Regions from separate parts of the Rattus norvegicus genome. Here region 1 is linked to region 2. Evidence: chromatin contacts called from public Hi-C data. All regions are on one chromosome and are shown on one strand. Each heading gives the region's core, a stretch centred on a gene start, on an enhancer-like site or on the middle of the called end of the contact. The rest is flanking DNA. Distances are from core to core; before and after follow the strand shown.

Evidence for each region. Hi-C and Micro-C count contacts between places; a contact is called where the count stands out from the background.
Region 1: a contact with region 2 is called in a Hi-C map of the A7r5 cell line, with 4 times the contacts expected there. The contact joins the enhancer-like site here to the promoter of Irf2bp2 in region 2. A contact is called at or near these places in 11 of 12 Hi-C or Micro-C datasets (the A7r5 cell line, the Rat2 cell line, Schwann cells and 7 more) and 1 of 1 datasets of contacts at active chromatin or transcription factors (oligodendrocytes).

Annotation. Positions count from the first base shown.
Region 1 is chr19:71,802,628-71,808,250 of GRCr8, reverse strand. No RefSeq gene overlaps it. Among named protein-coding and RNA genes, the nearest start is that of Tomm20, 27 kb to the left of the region's middle. Within about 2 kb of position 1,775, at least 20 of the 93 cell types and tissues checked have an H3K27ac peak or open chromatin away from gene starts, as enhancers often do. A contact at or near this core is called in the A7r5 cell line, where this site is marked.
Region 2 is chr19:71,457,883-71,463,626 of GRCr8, reverse strand. Irf2bp2 (interferon regulatory factor 2 binding protein 2) reads left to right here and starts at 1,259. Exons shown (of 2, transcript NM_001400996.1): 1 at 1,259-2,805; 2 at 3,376-5,744. The coding sequence starts at 1,806. The coding sequence ends at 4,091.

The sequences.
Region 1 (5,623 bases), core at 526-3,025, 340 kb before region 2:
TCGATTAGACACTGCACACATGCCTGGAGAGGCTTTCCACACATCTCTGATAATATTGCTAAGGATTGGCATTTACCGAACAGCTCAAAGCTCTAGGCTGGTCCTCAGTTCTGAGGGGTGCTTCTGAGTCCCTAGGTAAAGTAGATCCCCAATCCTTTTCTCTCTCTAGGTAGCTCAGGCTGCCACAGACATCCTGCACTGACCCATTGAGCCACTTGATGGCACTGTGAGAATTGAGAAAAGAGGCTCTTGTCTCGCAGATCCTAGCAGCTCTCTCCTAACCTCTTCTACCCCAGCCACCCAAGCTTCTCAGCTCAGTCTACTGCTGTGCTCTGCCCCTTAGTCAGATCCAAGCCTCCAGGCACTCACCCACCTCTCTCCCCTTTCCCGGCCCAAGCTCCCAGCAATCCCTCCTGGTTTTATCTCAGATTTTTGTGTTTTAATTTTCATCTAATTTTATTTTGAGACATGTTCTAACTCTGTAGACCAGGCTGACCTTGAACTCGCAGATATCTGCCTGCCTCTGCCTCCCAAGCACTGGGACGAAAGGTGTCGCCTTCTGCTATTTGTCTTGAAAGCCTTGTCCTCTGTGTGTTTCAGAGTCTCCAGGACGAGGAATAGAAAATGTTATAAGAGTTGGCGGCTTCAGAGCAAAAGCAGAAGTGCCTGGAATCCTTCTGGCTGGGAAGGTTGTTTTCTGGACGAAGGAAATAGCAGAGGGAGAGGGCAGAGGCAAGGGTGGGGGGATTGTGTGGGGGTCACTACAGGAGTGTGCAGGAGGGCAGGGGTGGGTCCTGCTGCTCCATTACTGGGGAATCTGACCCCAGGTTGCATCTTAAAGGCTGTCTTAAAGGTTCTTGTCTCCCAGCTGTGGTGTCAAAACCCTGCTGGAAGGATCAAGGGTAAGTGCAGGGCATCTTCACAAGGGCTCTTTCTTCCCTTCCATTCTCTGCTGTGACCTCTGGTTTTAAACTGGCTTACCAGTCAGCCTGCCTGCCTGCCTGCCTGCCTGCCTGCCTCCCTCCCTCCATCCATCCATCCCTCCCCCATCCTTCCCTCCCTCCCTCTCTCCTTCTTTCTTCCTTCCTTTCTTCTTTCTTTCCTTCCTTCCTTCTTCCCTTCCTTCCTTCCTTCCTTCCTCTTGTTTCTTTTCTGAGACAGGGTTTCATCTATCACTGAACTCCTGATCTCCCTTCCTCGACCTCCTGAATACTGGGATGTTAGACATCTACCATCACATGTGGCTAGTTTCTTTCTCCCATAGGCAGATGGGATAGCCAGGCATGACCGAAGGCTGAATTGTAGCTTGGGCTACACAGAGAGTTGACGGGCCAGCCTGGTTTTAATAGTGAGAACCTGTCTCAGCCATCACCTCTACCCTCGTAAGAGAGATGCTTGTGGGAAGGCCAAGGGAAGCCACAAGTCGCCCACATCTTTCTCCCAAGACTTAGGCTGATAGCACAGCTAAGGAGATTGGAAGGAGATGGGCTGTGGTTTGTGAGGAATTTGCTGTGGGAAAAACATTTCTCCAAACAATGACCAGGAAATACTGTCCTGACCAAGGTTTGCTGCGTGTGCTGTCTTGGAAGCATGAGCTGAGGACCTTGTGCCAGGTGATCCTCAACAGGGCCCAGTTCTCAGGCTCAGAACCGCCCACCCCACACAGGCCACCAAGACCTCACTGTCTCCCTTGGTTTGCACTGTCATGCCCTCCTATAGGACAGCCTTGACCTTGAGCTGGACCTAGGCTGGCTGGACCAGCCTGTATGGAGGTAGGAGGCCACTCTCTGCTGACTCAGACCCGGCCTAGGACAAGTTCATGCCTTCATCCAGTGAGTAACACCCGTGTTTCATCTTCAGAGAGCCTTCCCAGGATTAACCAATTAGTCACCCAGTTGTCTTCATTAGGCTGAAGCTGAGGGAAGGAGGGAAGAATCTCACTGCATGCAGAGCAGCGCAGCATCAGTGTGGCATAGGATGCCCCGCATCATGGGAGGAACAGGATGAGACAAGATTCCCCAGGCTGGAGCTGGAGCTGATCACTGAATGAGAGTGAGAAACCTAGTGGAAGTCTTGGAGCTGAGGAGCAGGAGTACTGGGGAGTCATGGTTCCACACACAGAACATCCTTCTTGGGACTGGGGAGATGGCTCAGCGGGCAAAGTGTTTGCTATGCTATCTTGAGGACCTGAGTTTGGACCTTCCACACCCATATAAATAGCTGGACTTGGTGGGTCACATGCCTGTGACCCCAGAGCTGGGGCTAGGGCATGGAAACAGGAAGAGCTTTAGAGCTTTCTGGACAGCTGGTTTAGCTAAAACAGTGATGTCTAGGTTCAGTGAGAAACTCTATCTAAAAAGAGAGAAGCAACAGAGAAGGACCCTGAAGTCAGCATCTGGCTTCCACCCACATACTCACACAGATGAACTCACACACACAGATGAACTCACACACACAGATGAACTCACACACACGCACACACATACTTGCCCACAAGCATATGCACACAGATGAACTAACACACCTGTATGCACACACATACACTTGAACACACACATGCACATGCATTCACACACAAGCACACATAGATGAACTCACACACACAACATGCACACAGACACGTACACACACATATGAACTCACTTCCACACACTCACATGCAGAGAAAAGGGGAGAGGGGAGGTTGGAACTGACCCACGGGGGCCACCATGTGTTCTTACTACTGCAGCCCAACCTTTCCTTGCCCTTTTGAGCCTTCCTGGCATCTGTAGCATGAGTCTTGTAACAGTTTCTGGAATGTGTCTGTGAGAGAGATTCTTTTGGTATGGGGAGGAACTTTTGAGCCTTTGAGAAAGGATTTCATGTATCCTAGGCTGACTGTGAACTTGTTCTGTAGATGGGAATGGTCTTGAACTCTTGATCCTTCTGCCTTCACCTCCCAAGTGCTGGGATTACAGGCATGTACCGTCACATTTAGTTGAGTGTGAGGATTCGGGCACTGAGGGATCATAAGGACCTGCCACTCAAGTACCTTGCACATAACTATTGCAATAGGCCACACACATATCCTCCCTCAGGTACACAGTAAAGAAAGTGGGAGTCTTCTAGATAGGACAAATCTTTCCCTGAAACCTCTCCACAGCTGGTTTTTGTAACCCTGGCATTAACATGTGCTTGGCAATGCCAGCACAGTGTATCTGGAAAATATTTCCTGCCATTTGAAAACACACTCCTCCCCCCATACGCATACCACCACCACCACCACCACCACCACCACCACCACCAAACAGAAGTTGTGGATGGATGGTACAGAATGTCTTAGTGGAGTGCTTCCTGCCCCCATTACTGCTCCTGTTCATTTTTTCTGCTCCCAATTTTAGAAGGTCAGAAGTCACAGTTGTTGCCAGTAAAAATGTAACTCTAAGAGTCATGTCATAGGCCGTGGCCAGAAAGCCGTTGGAGAGCTGCTCTGGTGGGAGGTACACCTTCATCTGTGCACTGAACCCAGGTATTTTCTGATATGGGTTAGACTCTGTGCTCTAGAGTGGGCTAAGGGACTCTCCAAGGCACCCCCTAACAGGAAAGAGGTTTGATGCACCAAGCTGTCATCTGTTCCATGAGACTCAGAAACAGAGTAGGTGTCACTGAGGGCAACCTGCAGCGAGATCTCGTAGGGAAGGCTGAGCCTGCTCTCCCACAAACTCCCTAACTTGGAAGAGGGGAAAGCCAGGAAGGACAGTAGCCAGGTCAGTGGTCTGGTTTGAGACTCTAGCAGGCTGAACATTTGGTTGACTTGGAAGACTGGAGGAAGGTAGGGCCCTGTGGTTCCCTCTAGCAGTTTCAACGACCATCACAGTGAAGGACACAGTGGACTGACATTTCAAATGCTCAAGCCTAGGACCAGCCATAAAAATCCAAAGCCCAGCAAGGGGCCTGTAGCACGGTCAACCATTGGTATGGAGGACAGCCCCACCATCCGCCATCCTTCTCTCTCCTCTGTCTTGTTTATTGTTATTCTTGATGGCTGGCCATTCCTAGAGGGTGGGGGACACCGAGAGGGACACTCTGTGGACCGGAGTAATCGTCGTCAGCAGAGCCAGAATTGGGACGGCTGCTCCAAATGCTGTGTGTGTTTGCAGATTGTTGTGTGGGGTCCAGGATTAAAGGCAGCTCTAGTAAGTTCAGTCCCCTGGGGTGGAGAGATGGCTCAACTGTGAAAGGCTAGGCTCACAACTAAACATCTAAGTTCAGTCCCAGACTCTGCCCCGAGTTGCTGAGCTGCCTGTACTGTAAGGCTACTGTGATGGTTTGTATATGCCTGGCTTAGGGAGTGGCACTATTAGGAGGTGTGGCCTTGTTGGCGTAGGTGTGTCACTGTGAGCATGGGCTTAAGATCCTCACCTGGAAGCCAGTATAGCCTTCAGCTGAAGATGTAGAACTCTCAGCTCCTCCTGCACCATGCCTGCCTGGATGCTGCCATGTTCACGCCTTGATGATAATGGACTGAACCTCTGAGCCTGTAAGCCAGCCCCGATTAAATGTTGTCCTTTATAAGAGTTGCCTTGGTCATGGTGTCTGTTCACAGCAGTAAAACCCTGACTCAGACAACTTTTCTCTGTGATTTAGGTCCAAAGGGGAGCACATTCCCCACACCTGGTGTATGAGAGGATTGGCTCCCTGGCCACTCCACACTGTGCCTTCGGGGAAAATGTGAAGATGGCTTCTCTGCCCAGGAACCAGACTTTGTAGGCATGGCTGGCTCAGCCCAAGGAGGCATATGGCATCAGTTTGAAAAAGGAATCATCTGCCAGATGTATATATACATGACTGTAATCCTAGTGTCCTAGAGGTGGCTGAGGCAGAAAGAAGATCAAGAATTTGAGGCCAAGCTGGGAGAGAGGTCACAGTCTGTAAAATGCCATTGCACAATCATGAGGACTTGAGTTCAGTCCCTAGCGCTCATGCAAAGCCTTGGTACTGTGCGGACATGCAATCCAACATGGAGGCTGAGGAGGCTCGAATTGATGTTTCAGGCTACAAACCCCAAACCATGAAGAGTGATAGAGAAAGACACTAGGCACCAACTTCTGGCTCCGCATGCATGCGTATGAATATGCCTACATGCCCACATGAATATGCCTACATCACACACACACACACACACACACACACACACACATGAAACAACTACAAAAAAGTACCAAGTATATGCTCCATCATGTATGCTCTATTATCTATACTCCATCATATATGTATACTTCATCATATATGTATGCTCCACCATATATACATGCTCCATCATATGTGTATGCTCCACCATATATGCATGCTCCATCATATATCTATGCTCCATCATACATGCTCCCCTATGTATGTATGCTCCATTGTCTATGTACACTCCAACATATATGCTCCATTACTTACGTTTGTTCCATCATACCATCATACATGCTCTCTCATACATGCTCTATCATCTATGCTCCATCATACATGCTCTATCATCCATGTATGCTCCATGATCTATGCTCCATCATCCATGTTCCATCATCTATGTATACTCCATCATACATGCTCTCTCATACATGCTCCATCATCTATGCTCCATCATCTATGCTCCATCATA
Region 2 (5,744 bases), core at 10-2,509:
GCTATTCTTTGAAGCAACCTGGCATTTTCAATAGCAGCAACCAGAGAAAAACGTCAGCACATTTTTCTCCCTCCCTTTCCACCTTCCAATCCAGTTGTAGGAAAGCTAATGTACTTATTACCCACACTTAACCAGTCTTTGGGAGAGAGGTGGACCTGCGTTGTTCACCACAAAGGCGGCTCTCAGAGCCAACTGAGTCTGTACGTCTCAAATGAGAGGCTGACCACAGACAGCACACAACAGTCCCTGCTCCCTACCAAAATTTACAGCTCGGTGTTCTGTCCACTCTGGGCAGCCCGCACTGCCCACCCTGGAAAGGAGCAACGAAGCCAGGCGGCCAGGCGCGTCTGTGCCCACTGGGCTAAGCCGGATGGTACAACAGACAGCCAGGTCCACCCGCCAACGTACGCCCTAGGCGCAAAGGGAGTAGCCTGCGCCCTGAGTTGGCCACTCCAAGTTCGGCCCGGTGAAGGTGGTGGGGCAGGGCCTACTAGCCAGAGATCGGGGGCGGGACCAGAGCCGTGACGCGGCGCTCTGCAGAGCCCAGATCCCTGGAATGTGCACTAGCTCGGCGCGGCCCCAGGGCCCGCGGCGCTGGGCACGTCTTATGTGGAGCCTGCGCAGTGGCGGCGTCCCTTGCCCACGTCACGCGCCCGCTGCACAGACCTACATAAGACGCTGGGCGGCGGCGCCTGATGAGCCTAGGAGCTGTGCGTCCTCTTTTCAGTGCACGCGCAAAGGAGGCCGGGCCTGTCTGGGCACACCAGGCGGTCCTGAGTTTGTAAAACTTAAAGGGGCAGCGGCCTTGTGTTGTTGTTTCCTCGACCAAAACAGGGCAAAGAGTGCCGACTGAGTGTGTGTGCCCACCTGAAGCCAAGTGAGGCTCTCTCAAGAAAAGTCCAAAGTGCTCCTCGCTCCAAACCTCATGCTCTGGAGGCTGCCAGTAACCAAGTGACAATGCATGTAAAGTAAAACAGTTTGCACGATTTAGCCAAAAGAACACGGCCGTGGGGTGGAACATCCTGGAAGGGTAGGCGGGTGACTCGGGGCTCGTGGGGACGCAAGCAGTACACCTGCGGCGCTAGGGCCCCGTGAACTCGTCTGCGCCTCAGTCCCCGCGCGCACGCGATCGAGAAACGGAAGAATCCAGGACGGCGCGCGCGAGTGCGCGGAGGGAGGGCGGGCGCACGGGGCCGCGCGCGCCAGGGAGGGAGGGGGCCGCGCAGGCGCCGTGTGGAGCTGTCGAAGAATCAAGTCTGTAGAAGTGGAGCGGCCGCAGCGGTAGCAGCAACAGCGGCGGCGCAGGAGCTGAGGCGCAGTGGGTGCTGTGCAGCGGCTGCGCCGGGGCCTGGGACCGAGCTGCACGCTGCTGCGCGCGGCATGCCCCGCCGCTCCGGCTGAGCTGCCCCGGCGGCTGCTCCGCGTCCCCCGTCCCTCGCGTGGCTCTGCGCCCCCGGCGCCACCGCGACCTGCTGCGCTCGCGGCCCGTCTTTGCCCCGGTCTGGAGGCCCGAGCCCGCGGCCCCGGCCGAGCCGCCGCCCCCGCGCGCGCCGCGCCGCCCCGCCGCCCGTGGGGACCTGCAGCCGCGCCCCGCCGCGCGCCCGCCGCCCCTCGTGCCCCGGGGGCGCCGCGCGGGCGCCGCGCCGGCTCGGGCTCTGCCGCCGCCGCCTCCTCGCCTGCGGCCGCCGCCGCCGCTAGTCGCGCAGACGCGGGCTTGGGCTGGCCGGCGCGCGCGCGCGGGGTCCGCGGGGGGCGGCGGCGTCCCCTCACCCGGCTCCTCCTGCGGCGCGGCGGGCTGTGCGGACATGGCCGCGGCTGTAGCGGTGGCGGCCGCCTCTCGGCGCCAGTCGTGCTATCTGTGTGACCTGCCCCGCATGCCTTGGGCCATGATCTGGGACTTCACGGAGCCCGTGTGCCGCGGCTGCGTCAACTACGAGGGCGCCGACCGCGTGGAGTTCGTCATCGAGACGGCGCGCCAGCTGAAGCGTGCTCACGGCTGCTTCCAGGAGGGTCGCTCCCCGACCGGCGCACAGCCCGCATCCGCTAAGCCACCGCCACTGTCGGCCAAGGACCTCCTGCTGCAGCCGCCGCCGCAGCTGGGCCACGCGGGCGCAGAGGCCGCGCGCGCTCAGGCCATGGAGCGCTACCCGCTGGCGCCGGATCGTGCCCCGCGCCTGGCCTCGGAGTTCAGCACGCGTGCGGGTGCAGGCCTCCCACAGTCTGCCGCGTCGCAGCCCTCGCCGGCGAACGGCATCCTGGTGCCCAACGGCTTCTCCAAGCTGGAGGAGCCGCCCGAGCTGAATCGCCAGAGCCCGAACCCTCGGCGTGCACACGCCGTTCCGCCCACCCTGGTGCCTCTGGTGAATGGCTCCGCCGCTCTGGGGCTGAGCGGCCGTGCTGCGGCCACACTGGCCGCGGTGAGTGGAACACCGGGCCTGGGAGCTCAGCCTGCGGAGTTGGGCACCCACAAACGCCCGGCGTCTGTGTCGAGCGCGGCGGCTGAGCACGAGGCGCGCGAGCAGAGCAAGGAGAAAGCGCAGCCCGCGCACCGGAGCCCGGCCGACAGCTTATCCGGCACGACTGGGGCGAGCGAGCTGAGCGCCGAGAGTGCAGGCAAAGGCCGCGCGCCCGGGGAGCAGGACTGGGCCAGCAGGCCTAAGACGGTGCGGGACACGCTCCTGGCGCTGCACCACCAGCACGGCCACTCGGGGCCCTTCGAGAGCAAGTTCAAGAAAGAGCCAGCCCTGACTGCAGCAGGCAGGTTGTTGGGTTTCGAGGCCAACGGGGCCAACGGGTCTAAAGCAGGTAGGGGCGGCTGAGGGACAAGGGGAGAAGGGGTGGAGGGCGTGGAGTTAGAAGCAGCGCTTGCGCTCCCGCCCACCTGTGTGTGTGTGGTGGGGGGGAATCCATTCTTCCATGCACTAAGGTTTTGCCTTAGTCCAGAAACAACAAACAGCCAACTTCCTGGTCGGCCTGAGGCTGAACCAGAGCTTAGTGGCAACGTGGTTCCTCTGCTGAACCAGCACAACAGGGATGAGTCAGAACTGGTTGATAGGCAGCGACACGGGGTTTTCCTTTCCCAGCACATTCTTGGATGGAAGCGTGAGGGCAGCAGTCACCCTTTAACCTGTCTGTTAAATGCAGTCACATGAGCTAGTTTGAGGTTGGAGCCTTTCAGGCAAACTCCTATGACTTGGCTTACCTTGGAAATGGTGTGCAGGCTCAGAGCCCCTTACTAGGGGAAACGTTTGAAGCTGCCTGCAGAACTTGTGTACTAGGTGTGTTTTTGGAAATGAGAGGTGTGTGTCTCTTTTGGGGTGGGGGGGGTACATGTCCCATTAATTTTCCTTTTCTTCCATACCTGCCTCTTTCCAGTTGCAAGGACAGCAAGGAAAAGGAAGCCTTCTCCAGAACCGGAAGGGGAAGTTGGGCCCCCTAAGATCAATGGAGAGGCACAGCCTTGGCTGTCCACTTCCACAGAAGGGCTCAAGATCCCCATCACCCCTACATCCTCTTTTGTGTCTCCACCACCCCCTACTGCCTCTCCTCATTCCAACCGGACCACACCACCTGAAGCGGCCCAGAACGGCCAGTCCCCAATGGCAGCCCTGATTTTAGTAGCAGACAATGCCGGGGGCAGTCACGCCTCGAAAGATACCACCCAGGTTCACTCCACCACCCGGAGGAACAGCAGCAGCCCGCCCTCTCCCTCCTCAATGAACCAAAGAAGGCTTGGCCCCAGAGAGGTGGGGGGCCAGGCCACCGGCAGCACTGGAGGACTGGAGCCGGTGCACCCCGCCAGCCTCCCAGACTCCTCTCTCGCAGCCAGCGCCCCCCTGTGCTGCACCCTCTGCCACGAGCGGCTGGAGGATACCCACTTTGTGCAGTGCCCATCCGTACCTTCGCACAAGTTCTGTTTCCCTTGCTCCAGACAAAGCATTAAACAGCAGGGCGCTAGCGGAGAGGTCTATTGTCCAAGCGGGGAGAAGTGTCCTCTGGTGGGCTCCAACGTTCCCTGGGCCTTCATGCAAGGAGAGATTGCTACTATCCTCGCCGGAGATGTGAAAGTGAAGAAGGAGAGAGACTCGTGACTTTCCGTGCTCAGAAAAGCCCACGCTTACCTTTAACTCAAACTTGTTGAACTGTATATAGATCTCCATACATACATAAATATATATATATAAATATATATATCCAAGACAAGGGAAATGTAGACTTCATAAACATGGCTGTATAATTTTGATTTTTTTGAATACATTGTGTTTCTATATTTTTTTTTTTTGACGACAAAAGGTATGTACTTTAAGGCATTTTCTTCTTTTGTTAACGTTGTTAGGCTGTCTGTGCTTGACTCTTCGGGTGACAGTTGCTGTTTTGTGGAGGCTGCTACTTGGCTGCTTTTATTTTTTTGTTTTGTTATTTTTCTGTTTTTGGTTTTTTGTTTTTGTTTTTTTTTTTTTTGTTAAGAGCACTTGGCAAACAAATGCTTCTAGCCGTATCTGTATGCACTTATTTTAAAAAAAAGAAAAAAAGCCAAATACATTTTTTTCTGACATTGTAAGACTGCCTTACCGTCTGTCATTTCTCCTCGGCGCTGGCCTCTCTCAGGCTGGAGGCCAGTCGGTGGAGGAGAAAGGAAGTGAGAGGAAGAGGACACCTGTCAGAAGGGCATGGCCCCCGGGAAATGTCACCCACCCAGCAGGGCCCTCTCAGAGGGAGGGAGAAATGGGGTTTGAGTCTTGTCAACGGTTCAGCTCTTGCAATATTGGTGGTCAGAGGTGCTGCTGGAAGGTTTGCAACATTGTGTGTTTGGGGTTTGGTTTTTTAATCAAAGGCAAGCCAGCCGGTGGCTGTTGGCTCTGCCCACGTGACCGGTTGTAAGCTTTCAGTGCGGTGTGCTCCTCCTTGGTTGCCCCCACGGGTAGTTCCAGCTGTAGAAGTAGTTGTGAGGGTGATGTGGAAATCGCTCGGCAATGCCGCTTCCTCCAGCACAGCCCGGCTCTGCAGTGCCGCCATTGGCCTTCCTGAAAAATTCTGGGGCTCCTTAACTATCGCAGGCCGGGCGGACCCGTGGGATCGGACTCCTGTCTGTTGCGTGTTTTCTTCTGTCTAGTTCTTGCCTGCGTGTTGTCCTCGTTGTGACGAGTGCATACTTAACTGCTGTGTATACGTTGACAGTTACAGCCCTGGGTGCTGCCGCGGGGAAGGACCCGTGTGGGCATGTCAGTGGTGGGGCCCAGAGTGGGTAGAGGAAGCCTGCAGTTTTCCCTTAGGTGTGTCTGAAATAGCTAAGAGAATAACTGTCTTGGAAAAGAGAGAGAGAGAGAGGAGAGAGAACCCAGTAAGAGCTACATACATGAAGGGTTTTTACATAAGCAAGCCCCACCTCTTAACTATTTTTAGAAGCCTCGTGTAAACTAGTTTCATTTGGTCACTGTTTTGCCTTAGTGAAGTGATGTTTTTTTAATGTAAACAACAACAGATCCTTAGCTATCAGTAGTGGTGCCCTTAAGTAATGCTGGTTTTTGTGGGTTTTTTTTTTTCTTTCCCTCCTTCCGTGCAGTTTTGATTTAATGTCAGCAGGAACACTAACCCCCCAAACCCTGATGTGTGCAGGTGTTTGCAACTTGGCCTTGTAGGCTCAATCATGACTTCTACGTCTACGGTTCGTGTGTGGTTCACAGCCTGGCTTCTATTTTAATTTGAAAATAGAGATTATCACCAACTTGACATTTTTTTTTTAG